2 separate regions of the Gossypium arboreum genome follow, and region 2 is linked to region 1. The links are chromatin contacts, called in public Hi-C maps. All regions are on one chromosome and are shown on one strand. The core of a region is the stretch at or near the end of the contact, and the rest is flanking DNA. Distances in the headings are between cores, read along the strand shown. Region 1 holds the start of LOC108470110 (E3 ubiquitin protein ligase DRIP2-like). Region 2 holds the start of LOC108469968 (histone H1-like).

What was found. A called contact is a pair of places that touch in the nucleus more often than the background predicts.
Region 2: a Hi-C map of leaf shows a contact between it and region 1, with 4 times the contacts expected there. The contact joins the promoter of LOC108469968 here to the promoter of LOC108470110 in region 1. A contact is called at or near these places in 2 of 5 Hi-C or Micro-C datasets (both in leaf).

The regions. Positions count from the first base shown.
Region 1 is chr8:131,182,035-131,185,657 of ASM2569848v2, reverse strand. LOC108470110 (E3 ubiquitin protein ligase DRIP2-like) reads right to left here and starts at 1,519. Exons shown (of 6, transcript XM_053031930.1): 1 at 1,245-1,519; 2 at 163-496; 3 at 1-15. The coding sequence starts at 1,375. LOC108470112 (magnesium transporter MRS2-2-like) reads right to left here. Exons shown (of 12, transcript XR_008287196.1): 12 at 2,244-2,384.
Region 2 is chr8:131,413,038-131,416,448 of ASM2569848v2, reverse strand. It overlaps LOC108469968 (histone H1-like), which reads right to left and starts at 1,473. Exons shown (of 2, transcript XM_017771110.2): 1 at 1,117-1,473; 2 at 97-1,012. The coding sequence starts at 1,299. The coding sequence ends at 353.

The sequences.
Region 1 (3,623 bases), core at 270-2,769:
TTCAGCAGAAGTACACTGTGTTGCTCAATTTTTTAAAGACAACAGATATTATCAGTTTAATCTAAAACATTAATTCTTTCCAAGTAAATGGATGTTTGAGAAAAGAGAGAAGTATTAGACAATATTGGACCCTATAAAATACTTATGTAGGATTCAATGTACCTGTCTTTTATTCTGAGTGAATTTATTTAGCGTTTCAGGTGAGCTTGCACTCTCCTTGTGGTCCTCCACAGAGTCTCTCTCTCTTTTAACGGGCTTCTCTACTGAAAAACTGGAACCTCGTAGAGAACCAGCCTTTCTGGCAACAGCTTTTGTTCTCCTTCCGGTCATGGTAGTTTGTGTTGATACTTTGGGGGCATTAACCACCAATGAAGATAGTGATCTCTCCTTTCTTCTAGTTGGCATTGTAATTGGAGGCAGAACTTCAGGTGGCTTTGCTTTTCTTCCTTTAAGAGGGAAGATTTTGGCCCTCACATCTTGCAAATTATGGTCTGGCCTGATTCAAAAGCAGAGATGCATCTCAGTACACATTAAATTCTCCAAAATTTTGATTAACCAACATAATGCATCCATGCAGAGGGTCTACCAGGAAATTCAAAAGCTGTATGCAAAAACATGAATCCACCCAGAATATGGTCTTTTTATTTCCTCTTCAACATATCTCACCTTGCTTTTGGAATTGAGAGACTTGCAATCCAGAAATTGGCTACTTACATTTGCATAACACTGGCAGATGCTGGCAAGACACTTCATTTGAAATTGGCTAATTACATGTACTCATATCACTCAAAAAAGGAAAGGGGGGGGGGGGGGGGGAGGTTTGACCAAGAAACCTCAAGAAATGGAAAAGAGTTTAGGCAATATTGGTTGCCTGTAAAGACATTTTCCTATTGTCTCTAAGAACTTAACAATGAAGTCCACTAAGACTCATTAAACCCTCCAAAATTTCATTCCATGCCTTTAAATCTGAACTTTATAGAACCACTGGCGTGTAGAAGCCACTGTCAAACTTCAAAATAATGGAATGACTCCTAATTCTAAATGATCAATGATCCCAAGGCATAAAGAAGAAATCAGTAACATTTCAGTAACAGCTTGAATAAATCCTTTGGACCATTTGACAAGACTAACAGTTAAAACTAGAACTGATCACTTTACACGTTAAAAAAAAAAATTGGTCATGAAGGAAGCAATTAACATATTAGTGTTGACAAATACATGATAGACAGAAGGAATAAGGCTACCTTAATTTCTCCAGCGGAACAGAACCCAAATCAATGTTGCATATTGGACAGCATTCTAAATCTTCATCTTCTATCTTATCATATATGCACTTTCTGCAAACTACATAAAACTTGAAACACAAATCAATCATATATTTCTATTTATTGATTCAACAATCTTGCAAGGCACACTGAAACATAGATCACACGCAAGTGAAGTAATTAAAGCAACAGAAACACTTGTGTAACTTGCATAATAAGTTGGTTCCGTTTCAAAAACAGAAAAAATCATCTTAAAGTTCGAATCTTGTTATGGGCTTGCAAAACAAATAAGGAAGCTCCCATCTTGGAAAAGACCTTGAATTGAAAGTAAAGTATAGGATGGGAATAAGCCTTAGCTTAATGTAGAAAATAGTAACTGTGCGCAATAAATTTTGGGGCTTTACTAACAATTGCTGTAAGAGAGCTCTTTAATGTTATTGTTAGTTAATATACTATTCATAGTAATAGCATCATAACAATTTTATGCATTATTTATAATATATTATTATATTTAGTAACCTTAAAACTGTCTTAGGAAATCATTAGCAAAATCCTAGATTTTTAAATAAAACAATTCATAATATTACACCGATTTTGCTATTCTACCAGGATGCCTTAACATCAACTAAAAAACAGGTATAGCAATGAAACATTAAGCGAAGAAGTCAACATTGAAGATATAAAACCAAGAAAAACCCAGATAAGAAACGGAGAAAACAAGAGTAACCCACTTTAGAAGAGGAGCGGAGAGCAAAGAAACAACAGAAAATTTGAATAATTAAGAACAAAAGAACTTAGGAAAGGGGAGAGAGACTCACACGTGTGAAGGCATTCGGATATGGTGGTGGCATCTTTAACAAGCTTATTGCAAAGGGGGCAAGTCATGCATGCCGCAACCGCTTCTCTCCTCACTTTGACTACTTGATTCGCCATCTCTCTCTCTATCTCTCTTTTTTCTTTTACACTGCACCTTCTCTGTTTCTTTTTTTTTTTTTTTTTTGAATCGCAATAATTAATTTAACACAACATAACCCCCCTTTGCACGTATCTCTGTCTCATTGCATGTCAACGAGGAGCAAAAAGGCAAAGGAAAATTTACGTGCATATATTCATAAAAACCTGCATTAAAACCCGTGACGGAAATACTAAGGAGAAGAAGGGTTATAAACAGAGAGGTGGATAAGAAACGGGAAAGAAAAACAAAGGGAAGAGAATTGGCTGCGTAACTAAGCAGAGGTGGAGAGTGTTTTTTGATCTGAAAAAGGAAAGGAGAAAGGGATTGAGAGATTTAAGGAAAAAGGGAAATTTGTTAAATGGGATGAGACAACGGTGAAGTTTAACGTGGATTTTTTCCAACGGAGAAGAAGAGGAAAAAAAAAAACCACAACGATGATCTGAATCTAACACTAACATAACAAAACAACAGAAATAGAATTTCGGTCTTTTTATGTACTACTTTTTTTTTTCCTCCTCCCCTTTTTTTCTTTTTTTATTATATTTATGCTGAGGGCGGAGAAGGCTTTTAGGCCTTTAGATGCCATATACGGCGTCGTTCTATTGGGCATTAAATATTAACCTACTTCATTTATCTCTCTTATAGCTATAAGCTTATTAAACTTTTTCTTACATGCTCCTATTTTAATTATTTCTAGTTAATTACATTATTGATTTAGTGATAAGTTAATTTGTATGAGTTTTAAGTTAATTGTTATGAAATTTTGTGCGAAATTCTAATTTAAAAATAAAGTTTTTAATATTTTATTTTTATCTATAAAATTTAAATTTGAAATTTTACAATTTTTTTAATACCAAAAGCTTCACCACGTGTTAATCTATGAAAAAAAAAGGAAGCTTGAGATTTTTTGGTTTTTTTTTTGGGTTTACATAAAAGACGAAGTCGAGAATTTAAAAGAAATCATGTTTGGGTAATGTTTGAGTATTTTTATGTTTCCAGCCTTAATTTAGGGTTAATTAGTTTTTGAATTGTACAATAGAATAATATTTTTGTGCCAACTTCACTCCATGCGCTTTAGTTTTCCATAATATTTAATTTTCGTGTATTTTCAAGTTTCTTACAACTTGCAAGCTTATTTTAATTCAATCTTTAATTAGTAATTCCCTGTCTATTTTCTAGATTTTTCTTCTTATATATAAGCAACCACCACATTTTATATTTATTATGCTGATAATATTAATGTATAAGTTTATATGATAAAAGAAAACCATACACAGTCAATTGATTATGTTATATTACGTATAAACATATATAATTAACTATTAAAATTATTTTTGTCTTTAAAATTATAAAATAAACAAATATATACCTATATATATATTACATTATAAATTCACCCGGTC
Region 2 (3,411 bases), core at 224-2,723, 230 kb before region 1:
ACCCTATAAATACAAACCCTGGGCTTCTTAGTTTGCAATCTATTCCCTGGTGGGCAATGCATAAAGAACGAGCAGAACAATAGAACTCAGATAACATGATAAAATATCAGGGAGCTCTGATTTCATCTCATAATCCATTCAACTGAAAAATTACATCTAAAATCTGCTTTTAAACTAAGGAATATAAAAATTTAGCGTCAATCAACAACAACAAAAAAAACAACCCCTCGAAGAAAAGTTCAAGAACAGATAAGATCCGATGTCATATTTTCCTGGGTACGGACCCAAATACACCAACTAAACTTCACTCGAATTTACAAAACTACCCCTACGTTGACCACCCTCTCTTCTCTCATTTCTTTCCCCTCCTCGACGTGGCTTTCTTCGCCGGTGACTTGACACTTTTCGGCTTTACACTCTTCGCCGGAGCTTTTTTAGCCGCAGGAGCCTTCTTCGCAGCAGGCTTGGGAGCAGCAGCTCTCTTTCCGGGGGACGTCCTAGTTGAAGTCCTCGAAGCCTTAACCGGCTTGTCCTTAGGCTTGGCTGCAGCTTTTGGCTTTGTAGCTGCAGTAGTCTTCGGCTTCACAGAAGCCACTGCCTTAGTCTTGGCTGGAGCAGCCTTCGCCTTAGAAGTAGCCTTTGGCTTAGCCGCCGGCTTACTCTTGGCCTTCGAAGTAGTTTTTGTCTTGGCCTTCGCTTTAGGAGTAGCTTTTGTACTCTTCCCTTCCTTAGGCTTTGAGGCAGGCTTAGACTTCGACTTAGTAGTAGCCGTTTTCTTTTTTGCAGGAGCAGAAGCAGCAGTAGCCGTCTTCGAAGATCTAGCCGATGGAAGTTTATACGAAGCCTTAACTTTAACCAACTTCCCAGCAGCCACAAGCTTCTTCAAATGGACAAGAAGAAGCTTCTTGAAATTCCCAGGAAGATTCTTCTGTTTCTCTTCAATGAACTTAGCAATGGCGTACTGACTTGAACCTGTCCTCTCTTTCAAAGTAACGATCGCATCTTTGATCATCTGTAACAAACCAATCGAGTATCAATACGCGATCAGACCCAGAATAGCAAAAAAAACAAAAAATAAAAAACAAATAACAGTATATTTTGTGAATCATGAAGTACCTCTTCGTAAGGTGGATGAGTAGGAGCAGCCCGTGGTTTCCGAGGAGCTGCAGCTTTCTTGGTTTTGGGTTCTTTGGTTTTCTTTGCTCTGCCAGATTTTGAAGTAGCTTTGGTCTCAGCAGTCTTGTCCTCCTCCGTCTCCGGTGCGGGGTCTGCCACGACTGCCGGCTCCTCGGTTGCCATTTGCTAGACGATGTAGACGAGAGGAATCCGGGATTAGGATTAGGGTTTCAGGAAAAATTGGGGAATCGGAAATAAGATGAAAGGGGAATTTTGGATCTAATCTCAAAGCGAAGATGTACTGGTAATTTCGTTGTGGGAGGAAGGTGACGGGAATGAAGGGATTTAAATAGTCAAATGTGAGAAAGACGGTATCCATAAGATGAATTTTGATTGGTGGAGACAACTATCACGCGGATCCCTGTCTGTCTTAAGTTTAAATACGGATCGTTAGATAAGGCGATATCTACGGTTGAAGATTAAGGGGCGCAAGGGAATGGGTGGGGAGGAATGAGGAAGAATTGATGTTTTGAGCATTTTAGGTGTGCTTTTGGTCTCGATTGGTTTGACCATGACTTAAGTTATAGCTTATAATTTTTTTTGAAATTTTTTCCATTGTTAAGTTTATTATATAAGCTTTCTAATGAATATTTTTACATATTTTTTGGACAATTCATTTGTAAGATATTTGATTTTGAAGCTACATTGGTCAAAACCATGGTTTACCATGATGTTATTGTGGTTTAGGAGGAATTTAAGAAAATGCTTGTTATGAATCCAAAATTTTTGCATCTTATTTGATAATAGATTAACAAAGGAAACTAATGCTTCAAGAATCATGAAATTTGGTTAAGAATTGGATGGAAATTTTTCACTTCAAATGTTGTTGAAGTTGAACATGTCCTTTTGGCATGTGTGACAATACACATATCATTCAATTCATGGCAAATCAAAAATTGGAACCATATTTAATCCAAAACAAAACTTGATTTGTTATGTTGTATGTCACATTATTCATTACATTTGTTAACCTTAAACATAAAATGTGACTCAAACAAAAATTGTATATCCATTAATTAAGGTAGCAATATAAATCTTTCTTTTATAACATGTGAACATTTGCTTAGCATGTATGCTCTATTACTATTGTCTAATTACAAATTTCCTATACTCAAATATTCATTCCAATCATCTTATTCTATGATTATAAATTCAAAGTTCTTACTACACCACATCATATCTCATCAAAATAACCTATAGAATGCTTGGGTTTCTCAAAAACATTACATCTAAGCATATTTATTAATTTGGAGCAAAATCTTCTCTATGTAAAACTTATATGTAAGTTATGCATTAACTTCTCCACCTAAATGAAACATGTTAATGTTGATCTAAAGCCATATATATATATATATATATATATGTAAGCCCATTATAAGTATAATCAAATCAATTAATTATATAGCAAGAGCATTAGAAGAATTAAGTTAATTTATCATCTAATTTTTGTTACAATGATTAGTATCTTTGATGTTGAACCTTTAACCTTAGAAAATTGAAAATGTTTGTTCAAGTATAAAAACATAATAAGTAAACATCTTCTAAGACTTGTTTGATGTTAATCTTGGAGGATTAAAAATCTTTTGTTTAAGAACATCCTCAAAGCCATGCTTGATGTTCTCATGTAGAATTTTCAATGGATTTAAAAAGTTCATTTAGTAATTAGATTTGGGTGTAATTACTAATAATTACATATGTGATATATATGAGTAATTATTAAAATTAATAAATCTCATTGAATTGAGTTTATGAAGTGCACACAATTACTTGCTTTGATTCTTATGAGGGGTTGAGAATTAAGGAATTGTGTGAGGTAATTAGCCATAATGAACTTCAAACTTCTTTTTAACTCAATTTTGTAATTATATAACTATGAAATTACATTTTATTATAAAATATTATATGAGAAATTAAGACATAATTATATTCTACTTGGTAAATATATATAGAGAATTAGAACTCTTATAGTTACAAGATGGAGTAATTATTATCCTAACAATTACACTTCTTGAAGTATTCATATATGCTTTTACAATATATTTGATTCATTGAAATGGAATAGAATAGGAATTCTATAACCATTCAATGGGAATAGAATAGCGAGATAATAGGTTTTATGTTGTTTGGTTGGTTGAATAGAATAAACATGTAATAGTATCATATTGTTTGGTTGGGTAAAGCAACATTTCATAATAGGTAAGGAATAAACTTAAAATGACAATTTATCATTAGATT